Regions from separate parts of the Mus musculus genome. Here all the other regions are linked to region 1. The links are chromatin contacts, called in public Hi-C and HiChIP or PLAC-seq maps. All regions are on one chromosome and are shown on one strand. Each heading gives the region's core, a stretch centred on a gene start, on an enhancer-like site or on the middle of the called end of the contact. The rest is flanking DNA. Distances are from core to core; before and after follow the strand shown. Region 1 holds the start of Kctd8 (potassium channel tetramerisation domain containing 8). Region 2 has its middle 210 kb from the start of Gm23605. Region 3 has its middle 96 kb from the start of Gm23605. Region 4 has its middle 250 kb from the start of Gm23605.

Region 1 (3,331 bases), core at 490-2,989:
CACACACACACACACACACACACACACACACACACACACACACTACTGTCATCCCTCCTCTTAATCCTATGCAGTGAAGAGTTTCTAGAGCATCCTGGGGCTAGGCGGGGCAAGAAGGCAGAAATCAATAAGTTCAGGAAGAGAGCCTGAATCCAGGGATGGGGGAGGAAGGGATGAGTACTCTGCACTGCTCAAGGGATGCTGGCGGGAGAACTGCTAGTACAGATTATCAGGCTTGCCGCCAGGGCACTCTGGCAGGGGACATCCCTTCTGGGCCACAGCGGGACTTCCCCCGCCTCCAGTCAACAATGTCAGAGAAAGGGTGTGAGATGCATACATAGGTAGCTAGGTTGCTAACTTACGGAAGAAGATGTATTCAGTGTAACTGCTCCAGATCTTGTCGTCTCGGTACTGGTTGACAAAGGCGGCAGTGCCAGAGGAGTTGCACGCCACCATGTGGAAGCCGGCCTCAGACAGTCGATCGAACGCCTGCTCCAAGTAGGTGAACTTGAGGTAGAAGCGGGATGTGTACTTCTCAGGCTGACGGTCAGGGTCGCGACTCTCATTAAGAGTGTCCCCAAAGACCTCCTTGGCCAAGGCTATGCGCCCACACACCATGATGCGCGCCACACGCCTGAACTTGGCATCTGCCTGGTTATCTCGCACCGTGGTGTAAGAGCCACGGTAGCCCAGGGTGAGGAACCCAGAGCGCTTGTCCGGAGCGCTGCCACCACCGACTACACCACTGACACCATGTGCCCCAGAGCCCGAGGGCGCGCCAGCCGCCGCCCCACGCAGCAGCAGTGCGTCGCTGCTGCCCTGGGAAACGTTGTCCTCCAGGTCGCTCTGGCAGCACTCATCGTTGAGCGAGTTCTGCTTGGTGACCTTGGGCGACAGCAGCTTGACCAGGTCGGTGAGCTGAAAGAACTCTGCTTCGCGCAGGAGCCTCTCCTTCTCGGGAAAGTGCTCGGGCAGTGCCAGCTGCTTGTCGCGCAGGTAATCCAGCACGTACCTAAAGAGGAAGCCGTCGCGGTCGATGAAGAAGCGCGCGCGGCTGTCCCTGGGCAAGTCGCCCCGGCGCCTAGCGCCGCCCCGGGGACTAGAGGGTGAGAACATGCTGGCCAGAGTGCTGTCCGGGACGCTGAGTAACGTCGAATGCTTGGTCACATAAACCTGGCCGCCAACATTCAGCTCCACTACCTCGGGGAAGGGCGACGGGGCGCAGGGCCCCGGGGCGGCGGCCAGCGGAGCGCCGGGAGAGCTGGACGCGGACACCATCTCGCTGATCGGGAGGATGGTGCTGCCGCCGCTGCCCGTGTCCTTCAGAGCCATGGTCCCAGCCACCGGCCAGGTGACCCAGGAGAGCCGCACGGAGTGCTTCCCAGAGCCTCGAGGTCCCGGGTCCTCGGCGTGCGCCCGGTAGCCCTGCACTCTCTGGCTGGCCGGCGCGGTCCTCAGGGCACCCGGCGCTGCTCAGGGTTCCCGGCAGCAGCGGCGTCGGAGGCGCCCAAGCTCCATCGGGGAGAGACTCTCAGGAATGGACCTCCGCGAGCGAGCACGGCTGCTCCTTTAGGGTGACCGACTGCAACTGTGCGAGAGACTTGGAGAGGAGGTTCGGGGGCTGCGCGCGGCTCTCCGAGGGGAGGGCAGGAGGCGGGGCCGGAGCGAAGAAAACTCACCCCCGGCTGCAGGCGAGCCAGCGCGCCTCAGCCGGGAGCGCCGGCGCCGGCGCTAACTACTAGCAGCCCAGGAGGTGGCACTGACGTCAAGCTCCGAACTGGGACTGGAGCCACAGCTGTCATTTAAAGGGATAGGCTCTGGGGCTGGCCTGGCGACTCCAGAGCTAGGGAACTGGGATGAGGGCAGGGGCAAAAGGAGAAAGACAGGATGGGACAAAGCTGAAGAGGACAACACAAAGAATCCAGAGAAAGTGGACTACAACTCTCTTCATTGCAACAGAATCTCATTTATTTTCTCTCCGCACCCCGCCCCCAATTCTTTCTTATCTTCCTCCTTAACAAAACTAGCTTTACTCTCTTCAAAGAGAGGGCCTATAACCTGAATTCTCAGCTATTGTGTTGCAGATACTGGCGTTTGGGCTGTGTTTGTTAAAGGGCTGGGGGCTGTGAGCTAGGTGGAGTTGAATCCCAACTATTGTATCTTTAAAGTGTGTGTGTGATTGTGTGTGTGTGTGTGTGTGTGTGTGTGTGTGTGTGTGTGTGTGTATACAGAGAGAGAGAGAGAGAGAGAGAGAGAGAGAGAGAGAGAGGCAGATCCCCCTTTACCTATCCCTTGGCATCAAATGACGTGATTGTAACTGATATTCTACATCCTGTTAGGATTTAAAACTCATAAGTTTGATTCCATTTCACAAAAGCAATAAAGGACTATGAGTAACAAAGCAACTCTCTGCAACCAAGGTCACAAAAGTTGATGCACAGAAGTTGAGGAAGAGACAGAAAGGGGACAATTTTATTTTATTTTTTTCTAATCTTGATCCTCCTGATCCATCCTTCTTTTTATTTCCCTTGCAGTCTCTCAGAGCAAGAGGATGACTTATGCTTTGTTGTCTCCCTAACTCTAGTGCTCTGCTCACAAATACAAATCAGCGTTATTTGTGATGGAAAAAGAAGACTGAAATTCAGAAGAGAAATTCCTTTCCATTGCTAGATAATTTAACAGGCTGTCCAGCACTAGGTGTAACTTAATGACCATAAATGGGAATCATTGTCTTACAAAATGCTAAACTGAATATGGAGTTTTGAGACACAAAGGAGTTTGCTCCAAAAGTATTTATAAATAAAAATTACATACAAACTTTACTGTTATAATCCCCACCCCAAATGCTTCTCTATGGTTCCTCCCACTCAAAATCACCCAAATAGTAATGGATTTGAGATTCGGGTATAACCTTACATTTTCATAAATGATGAATATCCTATTATTTGGGCATTACAAACTATATTTAATTCATTGATTCTTATAAGCCGCATCCACAGAGAATGCTACATCAATTTTGAAAGTTAGATTACCTGAGGCAGCCTGAGCTTAATGGACCAATGAAAGGACACAATACTTTTGTCAAATGATTAAGACTTAAAAGAAGGCTTGCAATAGGCATGTTCACTGACTCCTCTTACTCAAACATAATACCTCATCCTCAAGTTATGTTGATAAATAAAATTGAGAAGTAAAATTGATTTAAGTCCTTTTTTTTTTTTCTTAAATGCTTAAATAGAACGTTGGAAACAATCCGAAAAGGTACATTGTCTTCTACCTCATTTGAAGAATAAGAAAATATTTGTCCTTTAAAATAATGGTTTCTGGAAAA
Region 2 (3,331 bases), core at 587-3,086, 990 kb before region 1:
GTAGATGAACAAAGAGAATGTCTTGTTAGACAGTGACCATAGAGAGGTAGGCAGAAATTATAAAAAAGATACAGGAATGGACAGAGCTCGGTGAAAAAATTAAGGTACTCATACCCGTGGGAAGATAAATGCAAAAACAACCACACAAAACCAACTGAACAAATGAAAACAAAAATCTACCCCCACAAAACAAAACCAAGCAATCAACCCCAATTAACCAAACTCAACCTCCAAAATGAGGTCCAAATGGAAACTAACTTAGAGAATTAAGCAATTAAAAATAAGACCCTGGAAGCTTAAAAGTAATTATGGCTGCAGAAAGAAGGATTTAATACAGGGTATAAAAGATAAGTTGGTGAGACAGCACCCAGAACAAAAAGAAAGAAAAGGAAGAGAAAAAGGTACTGGGGGGAAGGGGCAGAGAGGAAGAGAAAGAGGGAGAGGGAAGGGGCAGTTCTCAGGAAGGAACACAAGACAGAAGAGACCCTCAGGTGGCTGAGGCAATAATGGAGCAAGCACAAACCTGCTCATTATGAAATTTCTGGTTCTAGTCCACAGAAAGCATTAAAAGTTTCCACGAATGAAAATACATACAAATTCTCCCATTCCTAAGAAGGTGTAGTACTGCACACCCCAGCAAAACCAAAGAATGGAGATGACAGAAGGACCAGGCACGGAAAGACTTTGCAGAAAGCAGCACATGGAAGCCTCTGCAGTCACTTGGAAGCCCCCACCCATCTGTTCTCCATTCTAGCTGTGAAATCTTGATGACAACAGTGGTGTGAAATCTCTATTAGAACAATAATACCTAGAGGGTACTTTTAAATTTGATTTCTATAAAGATTCTCAAATATCATAAATTCTCTCCTATTAAATAAGAACTAATTTTGAATATATAAGCATAATTTGATCTTAAGTGAGAATAACTTTTATCTTTGGGGCTGTTTATGCCTGTATTTTCTGTCTGCTGAGGGTGACATACCCTAAGGTATGAGATTTCTCATGGGATTTTCTACTTAAAGCTATTGCATTCTGCTCTATTTTGTAAGTCCAGTTTTCATATGAGTCCAAGATGACTATATACATCCCTAGATCCTATATGATACAGTTTTGACCTCCTTGGGGATTCCTACCTTCAGCTGGGCATAGCTGTTTTGTTAAACCCATCAATTTAACTTTTAAAAAGCTTGAATGTCTTTGTGAATCAGGATATGAAGCTTATATTCTTTCTATCATGAGAATTTTTGTTAAATTAGAGGACAATATAAAATTTATTTAATGGGTTACTGTTCTCAGAGTGTTCAGTCTAACATTTATTTGGCACACACCACTGCATTTAGCACTATATAAACCTATGATAAATTCTAAACTACGCAGTTCCTGACTTGGCTGAATTCCTTTGGGAGACAAAGTATACAAACAGAAAACAGAAATGTTCGATTAAATATCTAAATATGTGAGACAGACCATGGATAGCAAGAGAAGAGACAAGAGACTAATGTGTGTTTTTACAGAGGAATGATGGCTGTGTCTGTGTTACAAAATGATATTGATTCAAGCTGGCAGCGAGGTTTGCGGATGGTGTCTGCCCAGGCAGTTGAATCATGCAGAGAACCATATGTCAAAGTGAACCCCACGTGAGGAATGCTCTGGCTGTCTACAGTAAGCCTTTGTCACAGACAAAGATATTTTAAAGATAATACTAGAGTTCAAAAGCCATTTTGTTTATTTTTTTCCACAGGTTTTTTTTTTAACTGGTGTCTTATATCCATCACCTTGTTCAGCTTTAGCACCAGTTTAAGTCATTTTAAGTCTTAGTGGATAAGGAAAATAAAGGTAGGAAAAGACAAGTGAATTCTGAGTGTCCAGAAACACTGATCTTCAAATACATTTGTGAAAGGGTTTGGAGAACCCAGGCTTCTGTTTCCCAGAATGAATATGGAGAACAAATTCACACACACACACACACACACACACACACACACACACACACACACACACACACACACAGAGAGAGAGAGAGAGAGAGAGAGAGAGAGAGAGAGAGAGAGAGAGAGCGAGAGAGAGAGATATGGAGATCTTAACCCCTAGACTTCCAGGGAGGTTCAATAGTTCATCCCATCTTCCTGCACGGTGGGGAAACTGCCCCCTTTTTAAAATTTTTCTTTCAAGAGTGTGTTCTGATGTGAGGGGAGCATCATTAGAATAACACAGGACTCTTATTTTTCTTCAGGGGACATTTTAAAAAATCATTTTTTTGCCAAGATTACAAAAATTAAAGAAGAAAAAGAGCTTATTCTAAGAAGAGAAAATTCTGTATCAGGGACTTGAGGTTTTTAAAAGCTCAGAGTTAAGGTTTTAAAAGTGCACCTGAAAGACATTTGAGTTAAGACTTATCTGCCTGCAGGGGAAATACTATATGTCTAAATTCATGTGAAAGATAAACATAGACATTTTCCTGGCATTGCCTAAAGTTACCTTTGACTTTAGTTATACATTTCAGCAAATTAGGCTGTATCATTACTAGGCATCCTAAAATCCCCAAAGTTGGCTAGAGAATGTACTTTGTGCAGTCTCATCAGTGTATAACATTTTGGTTTTCTACATATTTAAAATTAATATAATGAAAAAACTTGTAGTATTTACATTAGTAAAGGGATCATGGAGATAAAAGTTAGAACACACAGAAGTAAACATTGGAAAGCAATTTCTAAATAAATAAGTATATATATTTGATAATAATAATAATAATAATAATAATAATAATACTCCTTTGGATTTCTTTGGCTTATAGTGAAGATGGAATTCTGGCATATTCATGGGAACATGATACAAAGAAATGGAGAAAGAGGAGTAACTGACTAAAAATAAATTGCTTGGGCACTTGTGTGGCTTCTCTTGGTCTGTGCGACCAGAGCAACTGCAGCCAACATCAGGGTTTCCAACTGTGCAAGGCTTGTGCGGGCCCCTCTCTGAGCAGATGGTCAAGAAGGGCACATGTAGGGAGGAGCCATGGTGACCCACATAGCGACAGGCTTCTGCGAAGGCAAAACAAATCTATCATATTGTCATGTGGGAGAAAAGTCACAAATTGCCTGCCAGAGAGCCCTAACCATTTATGTGAAGTATCAAGTAAGAGTCTTCAATGCAGGTGTAATTAAAAATATACTGTCTAGTTAGGGATAAATTCCCTAATTGCAAATAATTAATACTCTTAATAGTTCCATTAATTTCTGTATACACCTTACCTCTGTGCAATAAATTTCTTTAATAATACACAAGACAAATATTTAGGACATTGTTAGGGATTATAGTGGCTTAATAAGGTGAC
Region 3 (3,331 bases), core at 438-2,937, 870 kb before region 1:
TGTCATAATATTATAGTTCATATCCCCCTTATAATTCATAATCACGTTTTTCTTTTCACTCCCTTATTTTTTTTTAATTACTCTAGTCATCAGCTTGCATGTTATTAAAAATCTCAGTAGTATACTGCCATCTAATTTTCTCTGGAAATTACAAGAGATTTGGTCTGTAAAGGACATACATCATAGACGTCTAGCACATATCAGAGTTACCTACAGAGGATATGTCTTTGTTTAATAACTTTGAAAATGCACAGAACATTTACTTTGTGCCAAGTACTATTTATTATTAACTCACTTTCACATTAACCCTGAGATAAAGTTATTTTTATTATATTTAATCTCATATGTGAGGAATCCAATGTGCATAGCAAGTAATTTGTTCAAGTTCATACAGTCAATGCTAGAGTGAGTTTTCAAAGTTAAACAATAGGATTCAAGAACAGCAGGATTTTCTAGTGTAAACTGTCATGCAACATTGCTTAAAAGTGGAGATGTTGAAAAACATTATAAAGCATCCAACATATTCAATAGTCTATCTAGGATAGTGAGGATTTGCCCAGATCATAGGGCTTAGCATATTGTCAATAAGATGAAGGCTTGTATTGAACATAAGCATAAAGAGAAACTAGAACACTTCTCTTCTTTGTAGCCTAATTCCTTCAAGACATGTAAAATAGCCTAAGTGGAGTAGGAAGGCAGTCTCATCATTTTCAGCACTCCAGATTAGAAGGAGATTTTTATGAAATAAATCAGTCACACACATAGAAATACTGAATGATGATCTTATACAGTTTACTCACATGTGTGACGTGTGACATAAAATATCAATAAGTTCTGGAGATATAATGTAATATATATTGAAAAGTTGCCAAGTTAGTTTATCTTAAATCCTATTATCCTCTCCTAAAAGTTACTTTTAAGCTGATATTTATGCTGATTAGCTTAATTTGATTGTTGCATTAAAAAAGATATTATTTTGTTCAATGTACACACACGCATATATATATGTGTGTGTGTATATATGTTATGTATATATACATATATATATGCATATATATAAATTGAGACAATTTTCTTGACAAGTAAATCTTAACCTAACTAAAAGATGTAGATACTGTTTGAATTGAAAAAAACTGTATGTTTTTAAGAGGAATTCCTGGAAAAAGAAAAATTCAAAGAAAATCAGTGTCAAAAAAAGAAAGAAAAAGGCAATGATGCCTCTGTTGTGTCTGTTAGCAATAAGCAACACGCTCATTTCCCATTCTGCAGTAGTGTGGCTGTATTGTAGTGACACATGGCTGGTTGTGGTGATGCACATGGACAGGATATGCTACAGAGGTAGGGCAGAGGCATCACAAGAATGTCACATAGACTCAGCACTAATTTTATTTGGTAAGATTTGCCAAACCAAAGTGGGGTTGTTTAGTTTCCACTCTTTCTTTCATGAAGATCTCTGAAGAAAACTAACCCTGAAGTAGTCTGAATGAAGACGGTATGATTACATTTATTTCCAGGGATGCTTTCTGTTTAAATATGTGCTGAGGTTTCTTATCTGAAGCAAATCGCACCACTCGAGACATGATGAAATACAATATCTGTGGATAATTCCAGATGGAAAGGCAGAACTGGTAGCAAAGTGTGAAGATGGATTCCCCCTGCTTATCAGAAGACCTTGAAATCAGGCCTCACAGAGCCAGCTGGCTGACAGCCTGTTACCCAAGGAAAATGTCCAAATGGCACCATTATCTGCTAGGTCAGTCTAAAATTCTAGCCACTTTTTGAAATTAATAGAGCATGAAGAATGGTTGACAAAATCTGCAATAAGAAAATATTTTTTTGGCCATAAGTAATAAAAGAAATAATCTGAATTTCCCTGCTCTATCCTGACTACTTAATGGAAGTTAAAGGAACAAAGGCCTGAGAATTGGGAGCTGAGTTGCTTCTTCTCTGATAATTTGTCTAGTGAAAACAAAATGCCTTATGTCTTCAAAACATGTCCATTATTTTATATTATTCTTGTGATAAAATGATACATATTAATATTATTAATTTCTTTGTGCTTTGAATTTTGATTGATTTCTTTGTGTTATGAATCCCATCTGACTGGTTCTACTAGTTCCTTAAACTTGTTTCTTGGAATGACGAGAGACTGTGCACCAACATTTTTTTTTTTGTCCTGGTTGAGGTTCTATGAACACACCCAGAAGAGAAGCAGCATGTTTACAAAGTCTATGAGAATGCCTGATAAACAGCAGGCCCTAAGAGAATTAAAAAAGAACACCAGAATCATAAAAGGTAAGTGACTTCACTTTAAAGTTAGAATTTAAAAATATGTACTATTTTTTTATTCTCCTAACACTACAAACTATGATATCCTTAGTTAACAATCTAGAATGTTATTAATTCCTACAGAGCTGTGGGAGGTAAAGTCTAAGCAAGGAAATTTGAGGAAGTCACTTAGCATTTGCCCATAGAAAAGAATGCAGTCAGTATTTAGGACAATTTTGTGTTAGACTACACAATATGCAATAGATAAATACATAGAAAAACATGAAGAGAAAACTTGGCTTCTACAAAAGGCCTATTCAGTATTACTCTAATGCTTATGTGGGGCATAGAAATAAAATTGGAACTAAAAGTGCCACTCAGACAGCTGAACCTGTCTTCATGAACTAGTTGGTCCTAAAGTGTGTGGTGAACAAGCGGGTAAGTGAAGGCTAGAAGCCATTTTTAATCCTAACCAAACTCTGCCATTGAAGTGGATAAACTTTGGAGCCTTGCCATTTACTTATGTGAAAGTTAGAATTGAGACTCCTGGGCAGATAGCCAGAAGAAGTTCCAACTGGTAATAAGGACACATGCTCCACTATGTTCATAGCAGCCTTATTTATAATAGCCAGAAACTGGAAAGAACCCAGATACCCCTCAACAGAGAAATGGATGTGGGGAGCCGCCCTCACATTCGCCGTTGCAAGATGGCGCTGACATCCTGTGTTCTAAGTGGTAAACAAATAATCTGCGCATGTGCCAAGGGTAGTTTTCCACCCCATGTGCTCTGCCTTCCCCGTGACGACAACTCGGCCGATGGGCTGCAGCCAATCAGGGAGTAATACGTCCTAGGTGGAGAATAATTCTCCTTAAAAGGGACGGGGTTTCGCCATTTCTCTCTCTTGCCCTCGCTCTTGCTCTCTTGCTCTCTGGCTCCTGAAGATGTAAGCAATAAAGCTTTGCCGCAGAAGATTCCGGTTTGTTGCATTCTTCCTGGCTGGTCGCGAGAACGCGTGTAAGAAATGGATACAGAAAATGTGGTACATTTACACAATGGAGTACT
Region 4 (3,331 bases), core at 385-2,884, 530 kb before region 1:
GTATTGCTACCCTAGTAAGCTTTTATTAAACAAACTCTATTACAATTACTGTTTGCTCCATTAAACTTTTAAAACACTCTTACCTATTTTCAGTGTCTGGAATTCAACTAAACATGAGTAGAAATAAAAATATAAAAGCTATATTCTAAACGTTTGAATATCTGAAATTTGCTAGAGATTGAAGGAAAGACCATCCAGAGACCGCCCCACCTTGGGATCCATCCCATCCACAGACACCAAACCCAGACACTATTGCTGATGCCAAGAACTGCTTGCAGACAGAAGCCTGGTAGAGCTGTTCTCTGAGAGGCTCTTCTAGTACCTGACTAAGACAGATTCAAATAGTCACAAACAACCACTGGGCTGATCCAGGGCATCCAAATAAAAGAGATAGGGAAGAATTGAAGGAGCTGAAGGGGATTGCATTCCCATAAGAGCAACAACAATATCAACTCACCAGATCACTCAGAGCTTTCAGGGAATAAACTACCAACCATAGAGTATACATGGGCTGGTCCGGGCCTCCTGCTACATATATAGCAGAGGACTGCTTTGTCTGGCATCGATGGAAGGGGAAGCTCTTGGTCCTGTGGAGGCTTGTTGGCCCAGCAAAGCAAGATGCTAGGAGGGTGAGGCGGGAGTGGGTGGATTGGTAGCACAGTACCTTCTTAGAGACAAAGGGTGCGGGATGTGATTGGGGGGTTACAGAGGGGAGACCGGGAATGGGGCAACATTTGAAATGTAAATTAAAAAATTGTATAGCTGAAACTAAATTCAGTAAAACTTTAGCAAATAGGTTAACCAGAATTAAAATACTAATGAATCACTATTATCTCTTTATTAGAATGGCTAAACATCAAAGACTGACAGCAATAAATGCTGACAAGGATGTGAAGCAAAAGGAATTGCATTTGTGACAAACTGGGATACAGCTCTAAGACAGCAAGACTAAAACACAGTTTATGAGATAAACATATGACCAGTTCTTACCATGTCATCTAGTAATTCTACCCTTTAATACTTACACAAACAAGTGAAATATAAATGAATGTATTTCACATAGAAAACTATTCACAGCGATTTAAAGAAATAGCATTTAAAACTGTGCTAACTTTTAGGCAATCAAAATGAATTTTGGTAAGTAATTGTAAAAATAAACTGTGTGGTTTTGCCTAGGTAGAGTAAGTTTCTGTATGCTAAAAAGATACACGTATTGAGCTGTAAACAAGTTCAGAAATGAATTTAAATGCATGGTATTAGGTGAAAGAAATAGATATGTAAAAATAGTATATACTACACGATTTCACTCTATGATGGTTTGGAAAATATAAAACTGAGAAATCAGTAAGGAGTTTGTTGATTGCCAGGGATTAGGACATAATGGATTAATAGGTGGAGTTTGTGGCAGTGAAACTATTCTATATGATACGACAGTGGTGCACAAAGTCATTATACATTCATCAAAACACATAGAATGTACAACAGCAAATGAACTTCACATTTGGAGCAAAGGTGATGTGCCAGGGTGGGATCATCACGGGTGACAAATGTGCCTCTCTGGCACAGGAAACTGGTGAGGAGGGAGACTGTGCCAGGCAGACAGACTGTAGATGGAGAAGCCCTGCACTTTTCATTACATTTTGCTGTTAAGTCTTAGAAATCCATAACTCCCAGCATGGTGCTTTGGCATGGTGAGTACTTCTGAATTAGAAGTAATGAAAGGTTTCAGAAAATCCTTCAGAGTTGAAAACACTCTGTTCTTGTTTCTCCCCTCAAGTGCAGACAGAGTCCATATGGCCCCTTCTTTGCAAGTCATTCAGATTTCGTATGGCTCTTGGACATACACATGTCAGTAAACGGTATGTTTTCCCATCTTTCAATCTGTAAATTTTCACTAACCTCAGCAAATTCCATTCAGAGCAGTAGAAGGAGAGTTTAAGATATGCTTAGTTCCTAGATATTAACATATTAACACTAGAATCCTGTACTGCTTTAGTATTATTTTCTTATTTTAATTATTAATACGTAGAAAAAGCAACAAAGTGTGTATAGACAATATAAGAAATGGATTTTAAAGCAGTATTTTTAAACCAATGACACTAATTACTAATTATGATGTATATCATAAACACACATGTGCAGAAAAAGAATAACATTTTTTTGCTCATGCTTTCCTTCAAAGTGACATCTATCCATTGATTCAGTGGTCACCATGGGTTTTATAATACAATTATAGAATTCTAAACAGTAGTCTTTCATTTGAACTGCTTAAGGCAAGATGTGTTTGGCAAGTTACATCCTAGTCCTTCAACTTCTTGGCATTATTCTGCATTATAAGGATACATATGGAACAGGATATTTTGAAATTATTTCCAGAAAGATACTCATGTGCCATGGACCGGGCTCAGTCGGCCCCCCTCAATCTGTGGGAATTAGGGTCTCAGAAAGATGGGCATAGAGTCGGTGAAAATGGGATGACAAACAGACAGGACACAAGGGAGTATGCTGTGTCTGTGTGTAATTTGTTAAATTGAGTATCAAACTTTTTATACAGAAGAAAATAGGGAAGTTTTGTAACATACCGGCAAGGTGCAAAGAGATTACTGGATTCTTATGCAAAACAGAGGAATGCAAACAGGGAAGGACTGGCAGGAACCAACTGGGATAAAATTCAGTGTTAACAACTGGGATCACAAACAGCTCCATAAGATGGAACACAGGGCCCCCAATGGAGAAGCTAGAGAAAGCACCCAAGGAGCTGAAGGGGTCTGCAACCCTATAGGTGGAACAACAATATGAACTAGCCAGTACCCCCAGAGCTCATGTCTCTAGCTGCATATGTAGCAGAAGATGGCCTAGTCGGCCATCACTGGGAAGAGAGGCCCCTTGGTATTGCAAACTTTATATGCTCCAGTACAAGGGAATGCCAGGGCCAAGAAGTGGGAGTGGGTGGGTAGGGGAGCAGAGTGGGGGGAGGGTATAGGGAACTTTCGGGATAGCATTTGAAATGCCTATAAAGAAACTATCTAATAAAAAATAAATAAATTTAAACAACAACAACAACAAACAGCTCCACCTAAGGTCCACTTAATCTTAGAAGCCAGGGGCTGTAGTTACCTGCTCTAGTCTATTGTATACTCTACCTTCCCCCTAGGCCATTATAAATACTTGTATACGGGTGTAACTCAGCTATCTATAGTTCTAAGTATCTACTCTGGTTTCATAATGGTAAATTTCTGTGTAGGGCAGTGACTTAGCTATCCACGTCCAGGGTTGGATCAAGGACTGCCTAGAATCTAATTTAGCTATATGTCAAAATATCAACCCTTAG

Evidence for each region. A called contact is a pair of places that touch in the nucleus more often than the background predicts. HiChIP or PLAC-seq counts read pairs in DNA pulled down with a chosen protein or histone mark.
Region 2: a contact with region 1 is called in an H3K4me3 HiChIP or PLAC-seq map of neural tube, with 8 times the contacts expected there. The contact joins the enhancer-like site here to the promoter of Kctd8 in region 1. A contact is called at or near these places in 8 of 39 promoter capture datasets (the 3T3-L1 cell line, the C10 cell line, the HPC-7 cell line and 4 more), 3 of 484 Hi-C or Micro-C datasets (brain and cerebellum) and 4 of 115 datasets of contacts at active chromatin or transcription factors (SST interneurons, astrocytes, forebrain and 1 more).
Region 3: a contact with region 1 is called in a Hi-C map of cerebellum, with 2.2 times the contacts expected there. The contact joins the enhancer-like site here to the promoter of Kctd8 in region 1. A contact is called at or near these places in 1 of 39 promoter capture datasets (hippocampal neurons), 1 of 484 Hi-C or Micro-C datasets (cerebellum) and 1 of 9 other capture datasets (adipose tissue).
Region 4: a Hi-C map of cerebellum shows a contact between it and region 1, with 2.3 times the contacts expected there. The contact joins the enhancer-like site here to the promoter of Kctd8 in region 1. A contact is called at or near these places in 4 of 39 promoter capture datasets (embryonic stem cells, frontonasal cranial neural crest, hippocampal neurons and 1 more), 1 of 484 Hi-C or Micro-C datasets (cerebellum) and 1 of 9 other capture datasets (liver).

What each region holds. Positions count from the first base shown.
Region 1 is chr5:69,339,970-69,343,300 of GRCm38.p6, forward strand. Kctd8 (potassium channel tetramerisation domain containing 8) reads right to left here and starts at 1,740. Exons shown (of 2, transcript NM_175519.5): 1 at 363-1,740. The coding sequence starts at 1,332.
Region 2 is chr5:68,350,430-68,353,760 of GRCm38.p6, forward strand. No RefSeq gene overlaps it. Among named protein-coding and RNA genes, the nearest start is that of Gm23605, 210 kb to the right of the region's middle. Within about 2 kb of position 1,837, at least 10 of the 459 cell types and tissues checked have an H3K27ac peak or open chromatin away from gene starts, as enhancers often do. A contact at or near this core is called in cerebellum and neural tube, where this site is marked.
Region 3 is chr5:68,468,669-68,471,999 of GRCm38.p6, forward strand. No RefSeq gene overlaps it. Among named protein-coding and RNA genes, the nearest start is that of Gm23605, 96 kb to the right of the region's middle. Within about 2 kb of position 1,688, at least 2 of the 459 cell types and tissues checked have an H3K27ac peak or open chromatin away from gene starts, as enhancers often do. A contact at or near this core is called in cerebellum, where this site is marked.
Region 4 is chr5:68,811,822-68,815,152 of GRCm38.p6, forward strand. No RefSeq gene overlaps it. Among named protein-coding and RNA genes, the nearest start is that of Gm23605, 250 kb to the left of the region's middle. Within about 2 kb of position 1,635, at least 1 of the 459 cell types and tissues checked has an H3K27ac peak or open chromatin away from gene starts, as enhancers often do. A contact at or near this core is called in cerebellum, where this site is marked.